Linked DNA regions of Mus musculus: regions 1, 3, 4, 5, 6 and 7 are each linked to region 2. Evidence: chromatin contacts called from public Hi-C, HiCAR-type and HiChIP or PLAC-seq data. All regions are on one chromosome and are shown on one strand. The core of a region is the stretch at or near the end of the contact, and the rest is flanking DNA. Distances in the headings are between cores, read along the strand shown.

Region 1 (2,764 bases), core at 23-2,522, 1.2 Mb after region 2:
TTCTCAGACTGGAATTCAGGAAAAAAAGAAAAAAGAAAGGAAAAAGAAAATTTTCCTATTACAGAGACTTACAAAAATCATGTATCATTCATTTTCAAATGCAGATGCAGATGTACAGCCAGATGCAGTTGTAAGCCTTTTGGAACAAGAACACTGTCAACAAAATAACTTGTATCTCCCTAAAAGGCACCATTCACTACTACTTGCAATTTTAAGCCCTCAGTATCAGAGCGGATATTTAGAAGAGTTTGAGAGCAGAGTTTGGAAGACCTTGGTTTGAATTCCAGATATTTTGCCACTTGAAAGTCTGTCTAGCCTTGCCATGTCACAACTTTTCTAAGACTGTTTCATTATCGGTAAAAATAGGTAAAACATGAAGTTTCCAAAGACTTTACAAAATGATAAATGTAAAATTCTTGGAATTCATTACTATTTGATAAGTTTAGGTCTTGGGGTCTTGATCACATTACAGCACATTGCTTTTGAATGTTAGCTTTCTTTATAGAGCCCTGGTTTTAAGACATGCCATATCAGTCTTAGGGATCTTACCATGAGATGACTTCATTACCAACATACATTGACTTTAGGTGGGGTGGGGAGGGGAGGGACAGGGGGAGGGCCAGGGGGAGAGAGAGACCCAGACCTGGCACTGGTGACACTCGCCTTTAATATCAGCACTCAGGAGGCAGAGGCAGAAGCAGGCAGATCTTTTGAGTTTGAAGCTAGCCTGGTCTACAGAGTGAGTTCCAGGACAGACAGGGACACACAGAGAAACTGTCTCGAATAACAAAACAAAAAACAAACCAAAACAAACACAAAACAAACAAGAAGACCACAGGAGAAAAATCAATGCTCATTAACAACTCCCCCATTCCACCCCAATCCAGCTTCCCTCGGGATCCAAGGGCGTGACCTAAGAACATAACACGAGCCAGGAAAGCCTGAGAAAAACGTCACCAGGGACGTCAGGCACATCATCTTGTTCTCACGTGGCCTGTGATGCTGTAAAGCACCTAAAGAGATCTCTTCTTTTTCTCTCTTCCTAGGTAGTTCGGGAGGAGAAGACAACCCAGCCGGTCAGATGTTCGAGCACCTGCTCAGCGACCCCGCCTCCGGAGCTGGAGGGCGGGGTTCTTTGATAGGCTGGCCGGCTGCTGCAGAGCCCTCTGGGAGTTGTAGTTTCAGATGGCGGCGCTTTCACAGAAGCGGTGGACTGTGTTTTCCTAGGACTCCATCCCCCGCCATCCCCCGCGGCCTAAGCCGTTGCCTCTTCCTGTTTAGAGGACTATTCTCTCTAAGCCGCTGCCAACTGAGAGGTCTGTGAAAGGGTCTTCGCCTCCTGCTCTGGTTTTCCGACGTAGAGGGATTGGCCTGCTGAGGTAGACACGTTCTCGCTCCTGGCAAACTCACCCTGGGACAGTCCAAGAGGGAGCCCAGGCGAGGAAGGAAGGGCTGAGTTTGCAGCCATCGGGCTGTCAGCACGGAGGGGTCTTTGGGATGCCGGGAGAGCCAAGCCCCGGGCTAGGGACACTGCTCCAGAGTGGCGCAGGTCCCTCGAATGGGTCAAGTACGGGGAGTCCGCGGGAGCTGAGAAAGTCTGGGTCTGCTGGGAAAAGGCAGGAAGGGTTACAGCAGATGAACACCCGAAGCCGGGGTGAGAGGACTGTTGGGATTATTGCAGGGATAGAGAAAGATCTAGAGAGGAGAATTGGGAGCGGAAGCCCCTGCTGTGCCTACCACACTGGTGTTTGACTCTGACTCACTTGTGCTGGGACAGGTGCTGGAAGATGCAACCCAGGGCTGGGCAATGAAGTCGCTCTACCACCAAGCTACTTCCCCAGCCCATGAGTGACTGACTGCTCTAATTGTGGGTGGCAATGCTGTGTTGGCTGTCTTGAAATACTGGAGTTGTGAGGCAGCTAGTCAAACGTTTTCTCCTCGGTTTACAAATCAGGATGTCTTAAAAATTGAAGACATCTGCTTATCCATCAGTCAGTTATTAGCCAACTTGCCCAAAACCTAATTGTAAGGATCCCCTGGCAGTGCCTCATTTATTGTTGAGGTCACTCTCTGTTTTCCTATTCCATGCCTTCAAATATAACAAAGAAGTGGCATGTGGAGTACCAGACAAAAGTTTTTGTTTGTTCGCTATTTATTTGGGGTTTTGTTATTTGTTTTCAACAGAACTTTTCAGTAGATCAAAAGAAACTTGTAAATTAAAGAGAAACCTGTATGCCTTGTAAACAACTACAATCAGATAGACATGGGGCAAGCCTGTAAGCCCAGGACTTAGGTGAGCCAGGGGAACGGATGGTCTCCAGTTTAAATAGTGAGACTTAAAATCTGAAACCCAGGGCTAGAAAAATGGCTGGTCTCTAAAGTGCTGACCTTGCAAGCATGAAGACCCAGCGTGTATATGGGTCATTGCACCTTTGTAAAAAAAAAAAAAAAAAAAAACAGGTGTTATGGTGCACATAGTGATGTCCAACACTAGTGATATAGGAAAAAGGAAAAAAATTATAAGAGGTTAAAAATTTTTAGCAGGCCTGTGTTTTTATAATACATTTAAACTTTAGTGCTTTGCTAGTAGTTTTTGGTTTGTTTATTTGTTTGTTTGTTTTAATCTAAAACTCAACTTCAGAAAATCTAGTGTTGCTCATCTAGGAAAAGGAGAAGTTCTTTGTTGTCATAGTATTGCTTTGGTGCTTTCTAGACTACGTTGTGTCCATCACTGCCAGATTTTAACATTCTTTGAAGCATTAGT
Region 2 (3,110 bases), core at 193-2,692:
GAAAGTGGCCCACGGTCTCAGCAGTGCTCTTCCCCGATTCTCTCCCATGTGCCAAAGGAAAACAAATGGACAGGTGGTGCTGCCACGGAGCGTCGGGGAACCCGACTCCGAGAGTGAGAGGCGGAAAGGAGCGTGACGCTCCTTCCAAAACGCAATCTCGGAGGACGGAGCAGCTGGATTGTCCCCACTACGGCTTAGTAGGAAGGCCGGCGGGCAGGCCGGCGGGCGGGAGGGGAGCGTGGCAAGGCGAGCGTGGCAGGGCGAGTGGCTACGGTTCGCCCGGGGGCTGACTCCCAAGCCCGGGAGAGCAGCGCTCGGCTCCAGGTGCTCGGCCCCATTCCCTTGAAATTAAGCAAACAGGTTTCGGCCAAAACTCCAGGGGTGGGAGGTGCGGGACGCGACCCGTCCACCCCGTTAAGGACCGTGCTCTCCCCGGGAAAATAAACAGGTCCCGTCGGACTCGGGAGCCGACGCGACTTCGGAGCGCTCGCCTTGGGCGAGCAGCCACCACCACCACCGCAACTGCCACGGAGCCCGGCGCGGCGGGGAGGGCGAAGCGCCGCCGAGCACACGGCGGAAGTCCACGGCTCCGCACGCCGCGACTCCAGTCCCCGGTCCCCCGGTTCCCCGGTTCCCGGGGCCGCCTTGCTGGTGGTGGCCCAGGAAGGCGCGCGTGCCGGGGCCTGGGGTCTTAGCCCGACGCCGCGGGCGCCCCGGCCGTTCCCGGCCTTCGCCGCCGAGCACCACCCCCCCCCACCACGGCCGCCGAGGCCCGCCGCCCACCTCGCCCCACGGCCGCCGCCGCCGCCTCCGCTCCGCCGGGCTGAGTCAACGCCGGCCGGGGGGAGGGAGGGAGGGAGGGAGGACGGGCGGGCGCCCCGCGCCTCACGCCTCACGCCGCCCCCCGGCCGCCCGCACCCTCACGCCTCGCGCCACCAACGCCGCTCCCGACCCCTCAAGCCCCAACGCCGACACGGGCAACCCCTCCCCCGGTCCCCGAGACTCCCGTCCGGGGCCCAGGGGACTGTGTTACCTTCTGCCCCACCAGAGGTGCCCCTGGCCTGGGGGTGCCGCTGCGCTCGATCCCGGGAGGAGGTTTTCGGTACTTTGAATAATCCCCTTTTGCCGCTTTTCCCTCCCCCACAACCAGTCTCAGTCCCAAAATGGCGCCGACCCGATCCGCAATGTTCTGGGCCAAGTCTCGCGAGATCGTGGAAGGTGGCGAGGGAGGGGGGACGCAGCGGAGAGGTTGAGAAGTAAGAGGAGGGAGGCGGGGCGAGGGGAAAAGAGGAGGAAGAAAGGGTGCGGAAGCCGCGGTGCAAACGAACCCACTGGGCGGAGCCGGAGGAGGAGGGCCTCCACCACAGAACCTTCTGGCCCAAGTAGCAGCTCACGCCCCAGGTCAGGGAAGCTCCGCCCTCTACGTCGGCGCCTGGGGGAGAGGAAGGGGCGGGGCTAGACCGGGGGCGGGGCTTTGAGGAGGACCCGGAGGCTGGGCCTGGCGCGGGGGAAGGGCGGGGGCGGGGCGGGGGGCGGGGCGGGGAGGCGGAGTCTCGGCGCGGTGACGTCAGGAGCAGCTGGAGCCGGGGATTACCCCCTGCTGCTGACGTGAGGACGGTGAACAATCCGGAACGTTCGGTGGAAGGGGGAATTCCCGTCCGTTCCCTGAGGAGCGCCTCTGTGCAGCCGCGGGCCCTCCCCGAGCTCGGGAACGGTGGGGTGGAGAGGACGAGCGCAGGCGGTCCGGACGGGCAGGCGGGCTCGCAGGGCGTGCGGCGCTTCTGAGTCTGCCCGGCAGCGCCGCGCAACCCGGAACGGCCGGCGGCGGGCGCCGTTCGTTCGGCTCCGCCTGAAGCCCGCCGTGGCTCGCAGGCCGCTCGGCGCGGGCCCTGAGCGCTCCGTGGGCGGAGCCGGCCCTGCCTGAGTGATTGGGCGCCGCAGTCGCGCGCCACGCGGAGCGTGCGGGACGTTAACACGCGGAAGCCGGGTTAGGGAGGCGCGCGAGGCTCGGCTGCAGCCACCGTTCCCCCGGAGTGCGAAGGGCTGCCAGAGAGCATCGCGCTAGTAATTCCTATTTCTAATAACTCCAAAGGAGATGGATTATTTCATCAGCGTTGTCCTGGGTATCCGCATAGCACAAACGATTATTTAAAAAAAAAAAGTTACGGTATTCACTTTCTCTACATATAGCCAAAGGTTCACTCTGGAAAGGTTGGAGATTTAATTCTAAAAGGAAAAAAGTAGAAGAAATGAGGGAGAAGCGTCCTAAAGAGGGAAAATCACCGGAGCGTCATTTCCCAGAAACTTTTTATATGCATTATAGGGTTTGTAGTTTAGTGCGTTACCCCTATAAGTTCGCCGAATGTAAACTCGCCTTAATTTGTACCTCAATCTTTACCCATCTTGCCCCCTAGGTACAAAGGGAAAAAGGGCTTAAAACTAAAGGATGCTTTTTTCAATCGTGCCAATGTCTAAGATGTGTTTTCCTCACTTTTTACATAAGCTGGTTTCATATTTTAGAAATGATCCAGTTACTCCCTGGACCTTGACTACTCAACCTACCCGGTTTAAACTTCCGTTTGTTTTAGGTGGGTTTGAATATGGGTCGAGTGGGGACGGGAGAGGCAAGGATTCGTGTTGCTTTCTCTAAAGAGCTATGTAGAGAACCTTGAACGCCCGATCCTTTTGCCTCTGCTTTACAAACTCTGGGGTCACAACCATGCCCCACCCCGCCCAGCTCTGTTTTAAGTCTTAATCCAAACTCTTTCCACTACACGAGACCTGAATCCATAAAATTAACGTATATTGAAAAAGAACTTGGGTTGCTTTTGAATTTAGCTCGGATCTCAGCTATGTAACCCAAGCTGGCCTGGAGTTCTCCTTATCCCTTCAAAGACACACCACCTGGTTTCTATTTCTAAGAATTGATATCAAACTAGGCAGAACAGGAAGAGGAGGGAATGCATGGGGACATGAGAAGAAAAAGGGTACCTTTCACCAAGAGTCAGGCATTAAATAAGATGAACAGCACCTGCTTTAGAGAAAACTATTCCAAGAAAGTTAAAATATCCTGGAGTCGTGCCTTACATCTATAATCCCAGCATTCTCTG
Region 3 (2,805 bases), core at 270-2,769, 1.6 Mb before region 2:
ATAAGACGTCTAGATTTTTTTTAAACTGATAACAGACAGGATCTATTATGGAGGTGATTTGGCAGGCAGAAAGCGGGGAAGCCAGATCTTTAAGCCTGCTAACAGAGAATTCATATAGTTAAAAGATCTCAATAAAAAGAAATTGGCAATGATTAGTAGCTTTAAGGTGATGTCTAGCAGACAACATATTTTCTGTGTTGCTGTCACAGTGTACACAGACTGCTTGCTCAGGACAAGAATATGGTTGAAATCTTGGCCAAGGCAAGGGGTGGCTGTAACACATGCTAGATGCTTGTATTGGAGGCGTAAGAGATTCCAGATGGCATTTAATTTGAGTGATTACATCTACAGCATTTACTCTCAAATGCACATTAATCTGCCTAAGAGTTGTACAGATTTCCCTCCCCACCCCCATCCCCTACCCCGGAACCAGCAATTGAGGGCAATTTCAGTGAGGCCTCAGCGCTTTAGAGGCGGACAGACCTAGAAGTTCACTCTGTGTTTTATTCTCTTCTTCACTGAGTTATTAAAAAAAATCATAATGTAAACTTTTTAAGCTACACTTTCCTTTAGTATAATCTGAGGCATAACAATAACCATTTTGAAAGGGCAATATAAGAGTTTGGGGTCAAGTTTTCTTGAGTTCCTTTTTTTGTCTGAAATATTCGATTTTATTAGTTTACTGCACAAGAGTAATTTTTGGTAGAAATTCTATGTGTCATAGATTTTTGTAATATGTCTTTATCATCCACAAATAGCTAGAATAGTTTGAGGTTCTAAGGAGATGTCCAGGCATTTCTTAAGTTCACATTTAAATTCCAGATAGAATGAGGTGTTTTTCTGCTATACTGTAGCTGGAAATATAGGCCTTGCTAGCCTTCAAGACATACATATGTATGAGTCTGGGGGGCACATTGCTGTCCTTCTATACAGATTTTGCAAAGCTAAAATACTTTCAAAGTAAAATACTTTAAGATACTTTCATGGTGTTTCTGGTCACACACACACCCCAAAGGGGTCAGATAAGGGTTGGGAGGTGTCTGCATGAGAGCCGGCAGAAGTCTGGTCCCCGGGGTTCAAAGAAATTTCTGTTCCAACCTTGCAACAACCCTCTCATGATCTAATAATGCTCATTTTACTGCGTCTTCCATGTAAGATCAGTGATGCTTGCAGGAGAAAAATGAAATCCTTTTGAAATAGCCCTAAAACATATCAATCTAAAAATACTAGCTTGTGTCTGCTCTCACATTTTGGGGGCAGTTTGGTAGCTCAGCACTCTTGAAAAGCACTGGGCTTTCCAGCGAACTGTAACTTGGTCTTGAAATTGGGATTCGAGCATCCTTTGCAAAGACTTAAGGTTTTTCCGTGGCTCCCTTCAAAGGCACCCACATCGGCTTTGCACACGTAGTGACGCGTTCTCTGTTAGTCTTAGTTTGTCTTTTTGGTCCATTGCTGCTCTCTTCCTCTGCTTTGAGAACAAATTAAGCTTCTCTTCTGGAGCCTGGTTCTTCTCAACTATTTTCCCACTGGCTCCCCCTGCTGCCGTATGGGTGCCAGCGCATAGCACAGGCTAGCACTTGCTGTTGACTTCAGATAACGGTTTTCTTCCGGCCAGGAGGTTTGCAGGAAGGAAGATGGGTTGTTCACAGCTGTAGCTGAAACTTAAGATATTCCAGCCCTGCCCCACAAAAGTATAAGGGAACTCAGAAGGACCGAAATCCCATTATGAAGGAAGCTAAGTTAGTTGCAAGAGACATTTTAAGTAGTGACAATTAAAATAGTTTTAGCTGTTAAAACATAAAAAAGAGGATTCTTAAGAGTTCATATATATACATATATATGCCTCAATAAATATATAAATTTTAAGAGAAAAGCTCTTGTATAGCCATAGAAGCTGGGAACTTGGCTTCTTGATATTTTGAGTTTGGTGTCTTATGTTTCCAACTTCTTAATAAAGGTAGATTTGGGAAAGCTTTTTTTTTTGTTTGTTTGCTTTTTTTGTTCTTTTTTTTTTGTCTCTAGAGCCTCACATAAAAGATAAAAACATAAAATATAGTACCACAGCTAGAAAAAAATTCTCTCTTTGCTTATAAGTAGTAATAGAAAAACAAAACAAAACACTTGCTTAAAATGCTTTAAGTTTTGCACACATCTGTGTGTGTGTGTGAGTGTGTGAGTATGTGCATCTCTCTGGTCTGGAAACATTGCTATAAGGATTTTCACTTCATTGACATGTAAGGTCTTTGTTTATAATGTAGCAAGACATGAGAGACTACAGGGAAAAAAGCCAACAGTGTCATTGGTTCCGTTCCTGTGTCAGCTTTCTGTGTTGGCTCGCATAAACTGACCCCTCACCCCTTGCTTCTATGTTTCATTAAATAAATCAATTACTAAGAGAATGCTTTCAGCTATCATCAGTCAATCAATTTGATTTATAGGAAAATGGTAGCTTCTATGGTAGAGTATGAACTATCCCGCCCTTTTTTAAAAACAATCAAAATGTTAAGGCTTAGTTGGATAAAAGAGTGAGTGTCCTTAGCATGATTCAAGCTTCCCTCCTTCCCCACAACCAAGGCCAGGAGACGATGCTTTGAAGGGATGTCAGGAATAGGAAAACAGTTTCTTCACTCCAACAGTTGGGTGATGGACCTAGAGACTTTCTTAAAGGGCAGACACATCCGTGATATTCACTAGGATATTAGTTAAATTGGACACAGCAGCTAATGTAATAGTGGGTTTATGATCTTGTCCCGTGGAAAATACCAAATGTTTTTTTCTTTTGTTATTGTTCAGTATTCTTGGCTT
Region 4 (2,861 bases), core at 290-2,789, 1.2 Mb before region 2:
TCATCAAATATTATTAATTCAGCTAGTTGGCTCTTAGCAACACCTCCAGAAAGGGAAATTATCATAAGCTAATAGACCCTGATTGCAACAGTCTTTATTGTCTGTCCACACTCATTTTACACAAGGTCTATAATAAAAAGCTAACTCACAAACAGAAATATCCGATGTCACACAAAGGGCCCACTATTCCTGGGAACGAATCAATTTTTCAATAACTCTTAATGTAATTTGAGGTCTTCCATTATATAATACTCCTGAAAACAATTAAATTCTATAGTGTTTTCATTTAACCGTCCAGTTAGGATTCCTTAATACGTATATAAAAGTCATAAAATAAATTAAAAGTAAATGAAAGCAGATGTATAAAGTCCTTGATTCAGGAGGAAACCATGGGGAATGTTTGAGACTGGATAGTCAAATATTTATGTTGCTGAGTTTACCAACAGAGGTGGATTCTGAAGGGAAGCAACACATTCCAAATGGAGTGCTTTCTAATCTTCTCATCCCATTCATAAAACGCCGCTCTGTTATGCAATGAGCCCATTTAGCTTGGCTAACAAACATAGACTTATGTTTAGCCTTAATCAGTTGTACACAGATAGGAGAAACAAGTCTTTAGCTTGGCTAACAAACATAGACTTATGTTTAGCCTTAATCAATTGTACACAGATAGGAGAAACAAAACTAGTCTTTACTTAAAAGCATAACTTAGGTGACTAGCTCCAAAAGAGGTACTCTTCATTTCTGAAGGAAGTAAACCCGAAGAATGTGATTAAAATGGGGAATCTAGTGGTACAGTGAATGGCCACCTCATCACAGGAATGCTGGGGAAGAGAGGGTCCTCGAAACGTTTCCGGCCAGTTAAGCAGACATAGATCAAGGATGTCATAGCTCTGAGATAACTGTGAATGTGTTTGCTCTTTACCTCTGATACTAGGACCCTAATCTTTTTTGCCCTTTCTTTTCTTTTATCTTTCTTGTTTTTTAGACCACTTTGGGGGATACTGACACTGACATTTCTTTCTTAATGTCCTTAACCAAGCTGAATTCGCTCTACCCAGTCGAGATGGAGAACTCTCAGTAAATTCGTGAGAAAATTCTCCAGTTCACACCGCTATCACTAACCCAGGAAGCCAAGACCATCAAAGACAACAAGAGATGGGCTGTCCTCACTTTGTTAGCTCGTGTTTTCATTTTCCACACTCAACCTCCTAGGGAGCCCAGAAAGAAAATGAACAACCCTATCTATCTTTCATCAAGTCCCCTGAGCTGCTAGAGAGACCCTCTCAGTTTCTCCGAGACCATTCTTTCTTTCTTTGTAGACCCACCTGCATGGGCGCCTCGTGTCTCATTGTAGGCAAATGTCCTTTCTCTCTTGCTAGGACAGCGCTGGTCCGGGAGCCTGGTCAAGCGTGCACAGCCTGCGCGCTCCCCGCAACACTCCGCACGCGTGGGGCTCTGTAGCCCGCTCCAACATCAGCACCGGAGCTGTCCGCTCCTGACTCCGCACAAGCGTTCTGGCCAGGGACCCCGTGAGCTTCTGGGAGTTGTAGTCTAATCTTAAGAGGCAAATGCTCAAATGGGAAAATTGTGAACTACAATTCCCAGAGACCCAGAAAGATTTCCCTCGGGCTAGCCCCTCCAGCTGCACTGGGCGGTGGAAACCTCCCTTCTTTCCAGTTACACCGGTTGTTCTCGCTCTCAGCCTGCCTAACCATTTCTTCAAAGAGCGCTAGCGACAATAACACCAATTCATCCCAAACTAGGACTTTTTCTTCACAGTATCGCTTTTGGAAGCCAGACTGTATCTCTCTGGCTAGAAAACGCAGCACTTTGTTCTAATTTCCAATGCAAATGGGCTTTACCTTATCTCTATCCTGAACCCGGAAAGTTTATACTTACCCAGAGTGGAGTAGTTTTACAGTCTTATTCAACGATCGTGCGGGGAAAACGGCAGTGGGTGGCACACACATAAGAAAAGCGGTTCATCCGCAAGACTGAATTGAGAAGATCGGCACGCACGCAAACGCGAACACACACACACACACACACACACACACACACACACACATATCCACAAAAGCTAGATTTCTGACTGAGCCCGCCAGGCACTCCTTTCTGTTTACCTTTCCATACAGCTCCATTGCAGCCGGAGGTTCTGATAGCCTCAAGTAAGTCTCCCCACTACAAAGGAGATGAAGGTCTTATGCAGGCGAAAGAGCACAATGGAAAGGCTTGGAGGAGTGGTTTGCGAGACCGAAATGAGGGATGGAAGGGACAGCGGGTTTAGATGGAGGGCTTTCTTTCAGAGGGAAACCCAGAAGTCTTCTAGTGACAGCTGCAAAGAAAAGGCTGCTAGTCTCCTAAGAAGTGCCAGGGGCGCCCGTGCCAAGCGGCCCCTCCCCTAGCCCTCCCAGCACACACACTACCTGAGTGCTGCAGAGCTGATAGGGCACTGGGTTATTTACCAAAAGCAAGTCACACAAAATGAACACATTCATCACCAGAGCCCTGGAGCACCTTCACGGAATGAGATGGGAGATCTAGATTAAGTTAGCCGGTCAGTCCTTTCTTAAACGCGCGTGCAGCTATTCCTTTTATATTGCAATTACTCTCCTCCTGGAACGTTTCATACCATGACCTTCACGTCTCTAAACTGGACATTTATGTGCTTTTGTCAACTTCTAATGTGTGAGAGGACTTTTGTCGTCCGTCGCTGAGACAAGTCCTCTCCCCTCCAGAATGCAAGCTATCTGTGACCCCCCCCCCACCTTTTCAAGATGTCAGATTTATGACATGAGAGGCAGAGTCAAAGTTGAAACCCTCATGATATTCACAGACAGTCATACAAAGGTTAATTC
Region 5 (2,844 bases), core at 85-2,584, 1.4 Mb after region 2:
AAGGTACACACCATAGCGCACTGGGCTGCCCTCCCACATAAATCAGCAATTAAGAAAATGCTCCAAAGACTTGTCCAAGGGTCAGTGTGGTGAAGGAAATTCCTCAACTTGAGAACTGAAGGTAACTGACAATAAGGGAAATTCTGTGTCTTCTTTGTGTGGCGCCTACACTTGAGCATACAGTGGAGGCCAGAGGACTTCCAGCATCCTACATTACTCCCTTGAGACAGCGTTTCTCACTTATACAACCAAGAGGCTAAGTTAGCAACCAGCCAGGCCCAACAATTTTTGTCTCTGTGCCCCACTGTGCTGGGGTTACAGTGCTCACACTTTTTATGTGGGTACTAGAGATTTGAAACTAGGTCCTCATTCTCAAACAGAAAGCTGTCTTTTACACTGGCCATGTCCTCAGCCCTAGAGCAATGATTTTTTAAATTAATTAATTTATGACTGGATTCCAGGTAAGAAGCAGAAAGACATAGCTTTTTTTTTTTTTTAAACCAGTACTTTGCAACTACTCATGTAATAACGGACCGAATCAATCATCAAGTGTAAAACGCTAACGGAAGAGAAAACTAGTTTGACCGAGTGTCATAGGGGCACTCTGGGAATTCCAACCCTAAGGACCTGAAATAAGAGGATCTCGAGTTCGAGGGCTGCCCAACTTACATAGCGATATCCTGAATCTGACTTTATTATTATTATTATTATTATTATTATTATTATTATTATTATTAATTTATTTTGGGAAAACTACAACTTGGAGATTAAATCTCTTCCTTCGGTAGCGATTTGCCTTCGCGGTTTAAGAACCCCCTACATGTCTTCCCCCTTGGCTCATCTAGTGCCTCGCTGCTTAAAGACTATGTGAGAGGTTTTGTGGGTGACAAGCCCCGCCTCGCAAGCAAAGCCGTACCTGGCCTGCTAAGCTGGGGTTACAGCCAAAGCATGGCCTAAGGAAGCCACGCTGCGGCCGGACAGGCACGAACACCGAGACCGCCCTCCCTCCCGCAAAATCAACCTTTCCTCTCTCCCCAACGGTTTTTTTTTTTTTTCCCCTCAATCTCCTTAGCCTCTTGACTCCATTCAAACACTTTCTGTGCTCCTCGTCTGAGTCGTGTTTCCTTTACCGGCATCAAAAACAAGAAGAACGAGAAGAAAAAGAGCTCAGAGGTTTTCCTTACCCGGCCTTGTCTGCAGACCCTGGTGGCCCCTTCCATTTCTCTTTCTCTTTGTCTTTCTTGGCTCCTGCTGCAGAGGTCGAATCATCCTCGAAAACGCTGAAAAGCTCATCCCCGAAAGCATCCGCCATCTTTCGGAACTCTGAGACCGAATCTCCCTCCTACCCAAGAGGCCCCGCGACCGTACCCTACAGTGACGCCGAATGGGGGGACTCGACGGTGGCCCGGAGGAGTCAAAAGTGAGCGAGCCTTGAGCCCCGCGTGACTTTTCTCCTTTCTAGTCTGGGTCCTGCCCCTTTTCTCTTCCAACCACTGCGAGTCCGGCAGTTCAATGACTAAAAACTTAGCGACCAGTGGCGCACGACAGCAGCCATGCCGCTCGCTCCCGGGAGCCGAGAGGCGGAGTCTGAGGACACGGGCCAATTGAGCCGGAGCCCCAGCCGCGGAGCCCGGATGGAGGAGGCTGGGTGGAGGCGTGGGAGCCGGCAAACGTGAAGAGCTCTCGGGCTTCTGCTGTGCCGCAGCGGGGATCTGGATCTGGAAGACTACTCTCCTGCAGCTGAAACATGGGCGGCAAAAATAAGAAACACAAGGCGCCGGGAGCTGCGGCGATGCGGGCCGCCGTGTCTGCTTCCAGAGCCAGAAGTGCAGAGGCCGGAGCTGTTGGGGAAGCCCAGAGCAAGAAGCCGGTGGCCAGGCCGGCGCCCGCCGTCCCCACCGGCGCCCGGGAGCCCCGAGTGAAGCAAGGTAAGCCCTGACCCAGTGCCCAGCCTTCTGCCCTCAGACCCTGCTTCTTGTCCAGCAAAGACTCACAACGTGAGCTGATGAGATCCAAACTTAGACATCTTCCACACCTGAGCAGTGGGTGGGGTGGCCTTGTAGATCGGTCTAAGGGCCTTTGGCCATTAAAGTTACAAAAGTAACTCTGTTACAGCGTGGCTTCGCCTTTCTAACTCACTCTTTTTTTTTTTTCTTTCTCCTTCTAAGAACGGAGTCATGGCATCTGCTGTTGTTCAGCAGGAATCCACTCTGAGCTGTCAGAACAGCCGCTCCGCTAGTTAAGAGAGTTGTTAAGGGAAGTGCTTCTGGCTTGATGCAGCTCCATGTTCTGTCAGATCTTAATGTCTTCTTCAGCATCTATCTACATAAATATCCTTGTATGTTCCAGAAAAGTCAGTGTTTCCTAAGAATAACCACACTTTACACATTGGACACTGGATTGACTTACAGTAAAATTCTATGCTTGTCAAATCCTTGCATTTTTTTGCTTACCCTGCAGATTGATTTGATAACTTGAAGGTGATTAGTTACGGCCACTCTTTCAGCTAGTTTCAAAAACATCAAAATTATATGTTGTTTTGTTCTGTTTGATCTGTTTGCTTGCAGTAATTTTTTTCTATAACAAAAAACTTGCAAGCATATGTGCTTATTGATACATAAATACCAAGCATCTGACTGGTGATAATAAGACCGAAAAAAATGGAAACCTTCGCTCCAGAGCAGCTTAGGAATCTAATTTACTAATCACACAGACAGTCGTGCTTTATAGTTGTTAAGCTTCAGAGAGAGAGAGAGCATGCCCATGAGTGTTTAGCAGGGTGTTTTGTTTCGGTTTTTTTCCCCCCAATGGTGAGGAGTCATGAAAAGTGATAGTTGAGCTGAA
Region 6 (2,842 bases), core at 167-2,666, 1.3 Mb after region 2:
CTCTTGTAACTCTGGAGGTAAGGAAAACAACGAAATAATAATAATAATAATAATAATAATAATAATAATAATAATAAATAATAATGCCACATCTTTTTGCGTGTAAATTGTTGAGAGCTTTTAGAAACAATTAAAATAAGTTGAAATTTAAAAATCCATATATCTTTAAAATAAGAATATACTTTTACAAATACACATTTTTATGGCTTATAGTTGCACTTGGAAACACATCTGACTCCCCTTGGGAAGTAGCATCTTTCCACTCACTGGTCTTTTGGGATGCTTGGCAGGAAATACCTGAGAAAACAGAAGGCACATTCTGTGATTTGTATTTTACATCTTCCTATAAGAAGAAAAACCCCAGGGGTGCTGGCTCATGCCTGTAACGCCTTGGGAGGTAGATGCAGGAGTTAAGACCATTTTCGGCTACACAGCCGAATGTGAGGCCTGCCTGGGCTAAAGGAGTCTCTGTCAAAAAAAAAAAAAAAAAAAAAGTCTTGAGCAAGGAGGAAACCATGTATTGTTAAGATTGGTAGTGGTGGTTTAACTCTTTATAAAGCAATTGTCACATTATCTTCTCTGAGTCTCACCACTTCCTCTTAATTAGAATAGACAGCGGGGATCATTGAGATCCTCTTTTTACACATTTGGAAACTGAGATTACTAAATGTGTTCTGGAGGCCTCCTGGGAATGGGTACGGGGACTGCCACTATTGAATCATTGATATTTCTTAAGACATAGTTAACTCTATTGTTTGTGTGAGCATGGCTGAAGCTGCGCTACTGATCAAAAATAAGGCCCCTCCGTGCTAAAGCCAGAGCTCTACCATTGAACAAGTCTCCAAACTCCTCCCAAGTGAAGTCCCAACGAAGTCTATTGCAGTAGGAGACATGACTTGCAGTTAGCGGAAACTGAGCTGGAGATTCGAAGTCAGTGAACAGAACATGACTAAGAAGACATTAATGGCAGGGGTATTCTTGCTAAGGGTAGACTGCGGATTTACGTACACCAAAGGCGGGAGGGTTCAGATATTAAGTATTAGAATATCAAGAATGACCAGAGGGCAAGAAGGATTCTTGCTAGAATGAAGCTCAGCTACGACCAACAGGAAGGCCAAGGTGCAGGCCCCTCACAGAAAGGGGCTTAGAGGTAACTCATTTAAACAGTTTGGAGGGAGAGCCCATGGGAGGAGAAGGATGGCGGGCAGCAGGAGCTATGGAATGGTGTATCGGGGTCTGGCTCTCCTTTAAAGGAAGCATCGCCTAGCACTAAAGGGCTGAATGGACTAAAGAGAGGACTCCCAATCCCTGCAATTGGCCCCGCCCCGTTAACCAGCTTCCAGATTCGGGGCGGGCTCCGCAAGTCGGCGGGGCGGGGCCGATGGCGCTGATTGGCTGTCTGCGCTGGCCTGGGTTTCGTCCCCGCGCGCTGCAGCCGGCGAGACCGCGCACTGGCCGGAGCGGCGCGCCTGGGGCGGGAGGAGCGGTGTTCCTCCAGTCCTCATCCTTAGAGCTCGCCCGGCCTGTTGGAGAGGGCACAGGGCAGCGGAGGGCGATTGGCCGCGACGAGCCAGCACTGAGAGAGCAGGCGCCTGAGGCGACAGATCGGCGGCCACTGGCCCAGTACCGGGTCCGTGAAGGGAAAAGTCCGGGACACGATTGCCCTCGGTGGCAGGGCGGCCCAATCCAAACTGCCCTGGTCCCTGCTCCCGTCAGTCTAAGAGGCTCGCAGTCGCTTGGGGCGGCCGCCATCCCGAGGGCGGGGCTCTGGGAATTGGGTATCTGGACCGCCGCGGTCTGTTCCTCCCGCCACTCGCACCAGGTGGTGACACCATCCAGCCGGTGACCATGTTCGACAAGACGCGGCTGCCGTACGTGGCCCTCGATGTGATTTGCGTGTTGCTGGGTACGTAGGCGCCGCGGCCCGGGGGTCTTCCAGGCGGAGCCGCGCACCGGTGTGGGGTGGGTGTGCCCGGCGTGCGCGCGCGCGCGTGCGCCGGTGGCTGCGGAGAGAGTTGTGGGGAGCCGTTTGCGCAGCTCGGGGGGCCGGGGCTGGGTGGGGGTGGGGGTGATCCCCGCTTCTGCATCCAACACTCTGGCTCCAGCGTGGGCTCTCCCTGCCTGTCTGCCGGTGCGCTGAGTCTAGCCCTGCTTGGCCTCTGTTCTCGCCTGTGCTGTTACCCTCTGTTTCCCGGCCCACTCTAACAGGCAGGGTGGGCTCCTCCCTCTGCACCGTGCAGAGAATCCTGGTCTCTGGCTCATCAGGTTCTGCAGCGAAGCTGGAGGTTCGGTACACTCGGACTTTTCCCTCCCTGGGAACAGGCAGGCAGGCAGGCAGGCAGGCTTCAGTGCCCAGCTTATCATAACTTGGTGAGAAGCACTTGAAAGTTTTCTTCGTCTATAAAAGGTTTAGAACGTTCCTAATTAGAAGGCGTCGTCAGGTTGTAAATTGTCAGGTTGCAGGAGCGATGGAGATGGCCAGGTTTCTGCCTGATGAGGTCTGAAGAAGCTTGCTTTTCCCCATCCCATCCCGTAGAAGTCCTGCTATTGGCTTATAGCGCAGCCCTTGCCTTGGTGTGCCTGTCTCCTGTGACAGCCTGGCACGGAGCGCCTTTAGCTTCTTTAATTTCTTTAGCTACAGCAAAGTTAAGGTTATTTCCCTGGTGGAAGACTTCAATTCTGGGGTCTTTCGTCTCCAGATGTTTTTTTTTGTTTTGTTTTGTTTCTCCTTCAGGAGAAACAAAAACAAAACTTCCCAAACCTCCAAAACTAGAGTCATCTTGTCAAGGGATAGGCATGGAAGGGGTAGCTTTCACTTTTTTTCTTTTTCTTTTTTCTTCTT
Region 7 (3,031 bases), core at 262-2,761, 1.5 Mb after region 2:
AGATTTCTCATCGATGTTACTTGACTCGCAAGGCAAGTAATATCCTTTTACAGACGACGAAATGGAGACCGAATAATGTCTTGCTGAACAAGATCATTAAATAGGTACACTCTGGATCCTACTGATGAGGTGCTTTGTGCTCTTTCCCGCTGGACCAAGAGGCAGAATCAGAGAGTTCCTAGATCCTTCCTCCTCACCCAGAAAACTCTTCTAGGAAGAGGTCTGCTATGTGGCCCCCTTGCTGTGGATTCGGTTGATCTCCCCGTAATGTTACCCATCAACAGCCTGAGAGGAGACAGAAAGCCAGGCACTTGCATGTAGAAAACTCCTCTCAGGTGATTCTCAGCAACCCCGCGTCACACAAGTGCTGCAATTTAAAGCGCCTTCAGAATCACAGAGAATAGAAACGGAGGCGAGAAGCTGAAATCCAGCCCTTTCCCCTCACCTGCTTCTCTGGCAAGTTTCTAGGGGGAGGATTTGCACGTGGACTCCAACAATTTCCAGCTGTCTTTGGAATCAGTGAGGACGGCCGCGTGTGCAGAACTCACAGCGCCTTAACGTCTCTTTTAGATCAGGACCGGAGTTTGGAGTACACGGGTTGAGAATGGAGAAGGTGTCACATTCTACCTTTCTCTCTTGTCCCCGCGCCTCCCCCTCCCCCAACTCTGCATTCCTTTGATTTCCCTCCATCCTACCCTGGGCACAAAGAATAACCTAGAAAGGTAGAGGGTTAAAAGCTAATGACCCAAAGCAGAACACACTGTGAGCAATTCCACAGAAATGCCACCTGTGACATTAAGGCCCTAAACGGCTGCAGCCTTGGCGTGTTTGGCTCGGGATGAAAAGTGCGGGGCAAAGTATCCAGAGGGCAGCGGGCTTGTGCGACGGTCATTTGAAGTAACTTCCTACGTTTTTGGATCACAAATACCTGTCTGACAGGACGGGCTCCCACATACTTAACAGACGTTAGCGACGCGCCAAAGTTCTCCTTCCCTGGGCCAGCGGAATGAAATAAAATAGTCGCAAATCAAGTCCTTTTATGGGTCACTGAAGAAAACCTAGCCTGATCTTGGTCCGGAGCTCAGAGGCGGACCCACCTGGATGAGGGTTGGCATAAAAGATGATCACACCAGGCCAGACAATCTAACCAAGGACCAGGTTCCCCGGAGCAGCCTTTCCCTTTTTCCGGGGGCGGCTGAACCGCTCAGACGGCCCATGGCTCCCCTAGGTGGCCAGTGATCTTTACGCTCTTCCACCGAGCTCAAGCAGCTGGCGCCAGGACCCGGGCTGCGGTTGCCACGGTGACGACAGACGCGCGGAGCCTGCAGCTGAAGGCGGGTGAGAGGCGGGAGTTGCAACGCCTCCTCCCCCTGCAACCAGCGCGGGGGCCACGCGTTGCTCGCACGCGAGGGGTGTGGCTCTGCCTCCGGGAAAGCGCGGCCCGTGGGCGGCTCGGGGCTCAGCCAGTGAGAGGCCGGGGGAGTGGTGGAGGGAAGGCACAGTCCGGGTACTTAGAGCTGCGCCGCCAGCGGGACCGGATCTTCCTCGCAGCTCTCGCGCCGACGCTCCGGGCGTCGTAGACGCTAGGAGCGCTACCCGATTGTAACATGGTTACCCCTTGCCCTGCCAGCCCGGGCAGCCCCGCCGCGGGAGCCGGGAGGCGAGACAGCCACCAGAACCTCCGCGCCCCAGTGAAGAAGAGCAGACGCCCGTGCCTCCGGAGAAAGAAGCCGCTGCGGCCGCTGAACGCGTGTTCGCTCCCGGGAGACTCGGGCGTCTGTGACCTTTTCGAGTCCCCCAGCTCCAGCTCGGACGGCGCCGACAGCCCCGCAGTGTCTGCGGCGCGGGACTGCAGCTCCCTACTCAACCCTGCCCAGCCCTTGACAGCGCTGGATCTCCAGACCTTCCGAGAATACGGCCAGAGCTGCTACGACTTCCGAAAGGCGCAGGAGAATCTTTTCCACCCGCGGGAGTCGCTGGCGCGCCAGCCACAAGTGAGGCGCTGGCAAGAGCCAGACCCGGGGCCGTCGCGCTTCTGTCTCTCCCAGGCTAGCTCGCTCTCTCCATGGCTGCTGGCTGCCCTTCGCACAGCCCTAGTCATTGCAGCCCATTATCTGCCATCAGTAGGAGCAATTGGGACCTTCAAGGATTGGCCCACTGACCTATTTAGATGGAGAAAGGTTGTGGGTGGAGAGGTGGATATCGGAAGTTATAGGGGGTGGGTAGAGGAGTTTTATTATAACGCAGTTCGACAGCTTCTACGTCAGATCCAGAACTCCTAAATTTGCTTGCACTTCTGTTTAAAAAAAAAACAAAAACTTTACCCCCCACCCCCCACCCCTTATAGTCCCTTTGACTTGCTGAGAGGGTTAGACTGGGTAGTGTGCCCTAATGCACTGTGCACAATACCAGGCGCGAGCCCAAACGTTCCCAGGCGTTCCGGAACGCCTGGTTTAAGGCAGGCCCGTACCTCCCCCCCTCCCCCCCACGTGCCTCCTATTTTTCAGTCATTTAGCGTTTTCCCCTTTGCCTCTCTGCCTCTCTGGATTGTTTTGTTCGGGCGCGCGCTTCAGCACACTCCCCCTCTCGCTCCCGGCCAGGTGACTGCCGAATCGCGCTGTAAACTGCTCAGCTGGCTCCTGCAAGTCCACCGCCAGTTCGGCCTCTCTTTCGAGTCGCTGTGTCTGACCGTGAATACTCTGGACCGTTTTCTCCTCACGACCCCTGTTGCTGCAGACTGCTTCCAGCTGCTCGGGGTCACCTGTCTGCTCATCGCTTGCAAGCAGGTACCACCAGGCGAAAGAGTGCGATGTGTTTGCAGCCAGCGCCCCCCTTCCCCAACTCGTGCATGGCTTAGGGCTGGGTTGCTTGGCTTATCTGGGCAGATGCTCGAAGATCTTTCCATGTCATAGCCTTAACTTCTCTTACCACTCACAGCAACAATCCTTTCAGACTACAAAGAGGTTAGGCTGTAGCTGGCCGCCCAACCAAAGCTTTGTGGTACTTGTCTCTGGAAAAGATGCTTTTAAAG

The links. Hi-C and Micro-C count contacts between places; a contact is called where the count stands out from the background. HiCAR-type assays count read pairs that join an accessible place to other places. HiChIP or PLAC-seq counts read pairs in DNA pulled down with a chosen protein or histone mark.
Region 1: a contact with region 2 is called in a Hi-C map of B cells, with 9 read pairs. The contact joins the promoter of Slc38a9 here to the promoter of Gpbp1 in region 2. A contact is called at or near these places in 3 of 39 promoter capture datasets (the C10 cell line, liver and pre-B cells), 4 of 484 Hi-C or Micro-C datasets (B cells, CD4 T cells, CD8 T cells and 1 more), 2 of 115 datasets of contacts at active chromatin or transcription factors (astrocytes and thymic regulatory T cells) and 4 of 9 other capture datasets (adipose tissue, liver, macrophages and 1 more).
Region 3: a Hi-C map of B cells shows a contact between it and region 2, with 5 read pairs. The contact joins the enhancer-like site here to the promoter of Gpbp1 in region 2. A contact is called at or near these places in 2 of 39 promoter capture datasets (the C10 cell line and hippocampal neurons), 1 of 484 Hi-C or Micro-C datasets (B cells) and 4 of 115 datasets of contacts at active chromatin or transcription factors (astrocytes, epiblast stem cells, regulatory T cell precursor and 1 more).
Region 4: a contact with region 2 is called in a HiCAR-type map of astrocytes, with 4 times the contacts expected there. The contact joins the promoter of Rab3c here to the promoter of Gpbp1 in region 2. A contact is called at or near these places in 1 of 39 promoter capture datasets (hippocampal neurons) and 1 of 115 datasets of contacts at active chromatin or transcription factors (astrocytes).
Region 5: an H3K27ac HiChIP or PLAC-seq map of thymic regulatory T cells shows a contact between it and region 2, with 12 times the contacts expected there. The contact joins the promoter of Mtrex here to the promoter of Gpbp1 in region 2. A contact is called at or near these places in 4 of 39 promoter capture datasets (the C10 cell line, hippocampal neurons, liver and 1 more), 5 of 484 Hi-C or Micro-C datasets (B cells, CD4 T cells, double positive thymocytes and 2 more), 7 of 115 datasets of contacts at active chromatin or transcription factors (astrocytes, cardiomyocytes, double positive thymocytes and 4 more) and 2 of 9 other capture datasets (adipose tissue and liver).
Region 6: a contact with region 2 is called in a HiCAR-type map of astrocytes, with 2.5 times the contacts expected there. The contact joins the promoter of Plpp1 here to the promoter of Gpbp1 in region 2. A contact is called at or near these places in 1 of 484 Hi-C or Micro-C datasets (B cells) and 3 of 115 datasets of contacts at active chromatin or transcription factors (astrocytes, embryonic stem cells and thymic regulatory T cells).
Region 7: a contact with region 2 is called in an H3K27ac HiChIP or PLAC-seq map of thymic regulatory T cells, with 10 times the contacts expected there. The contact joins the promoter of Ccno here to the promoter of Gpbp1 in region 2. A contact is called at or near these places in 3 of 39 promoter capture datasets (hippocampal neurons, liver and pre-B cells), 4 of 484 Hi-C or Micro-C datasets (CD4 T cells, CD8 T cells, embryonic stem cells and 1 more) and 3 of 115 datasets of contacts at active chromatin or transcription factors (cardiomyocytes, large pre-B cells and thymic regulatory T cells).

What each region holds. Positions count from the first base shown.
Region 1 is chr13:112,659,494-112,662,257 of GRCm38.p6, forward strand. It overlaps Slc38a9 (solute carrier family 38, member 9), which reads left to right and starts at 1,273. Exons shown (of 15, transcript NM_178746.4): 1 at 1,273-1,379.
Region 2 is chr13:111,488,685-111,491,794 of GRCm38.p6, forward strand. It overlaps Gpbp1 (GC-rich promoter binding protein 1), which reads right to left and starts at 1,443. Exons shown (of 13, transcript NM_028487.5): 1 at 1,034-1,443.
Region 3 is chr13:109,906,257-109,909,061 of GRCm38.p6, forward strand. The region is part of intron 8 of Pde4d (phosphodiesterase 4D, cAMP specific); the gene reads left to right. Among named protein-coding and RNA genes, the nearest start is that of Mir1904, 3.8 kb to the left of the region's middle. Within about 2 kb of position 1,520, at least 55 of the 459 cell types and tissues checked have an H3K27ac peak or open chromatin away from gene starts, as enhancers often do. A contact at or near this core is called in B cells, where this site is marked.
Region 4 is chr13:110,278,667-110,281,527 of GRCm38.p6, forward strand. Rab3c (RAB3C, member RAS oncogene family) reads right to left here and starts at 1,540. Exons shown (of 5, transcript NM_023852.5): 1 at 1,329-1,540. The coding sequence starts at 1,352.
Region 5 is chr13:112,926,046-112,928,889 of GRCm38.p6, forward strand. Mtrex (Mtr4 exosome RNA helicase) reads right to left here and starts at 1,335. Exons shown (of 27, transcript NM_028151.2): 1 at 1,185-1,335. The coding sequence starts at 1,312. It overlaps Dhx29 (DEAH (Asp-Glu-Ala-His) box polypeptide 29), which reads left to right and starts at 1,635. Exons shown (of 27, transcript NM_172594.3): 1 at 1,635-1,928. The coding sequence starts at 1,748.
Region 6 is chr13:112,799,361-112,802,202 of GRCm38.p6, forward strand. Plpp1 (phospholipid phosphatase 1) reads left to right here and starts at 1,417. Exons shown (of 6, transcript NM_008903.2): 1 at 1,417-1,906. The coding sequence starts at 1,849. It overlaps Gm41067 (a long non-coding RNA gene), which reads left to right. Exons shown (of 3, transcript XR_873969.2): 3 at 1-11.
Region 7 is chr13:112,986,291-112,989,321 of GRCm38.p6, forward strand. Ccno (cyclin O) reads left to right here and starts at 1,512. Exons shown (of 3, transcript NM_001081062.1): 1 at 1,512-1,994; 2 at 2,601-2,786. The coding sequence starts at 1,608.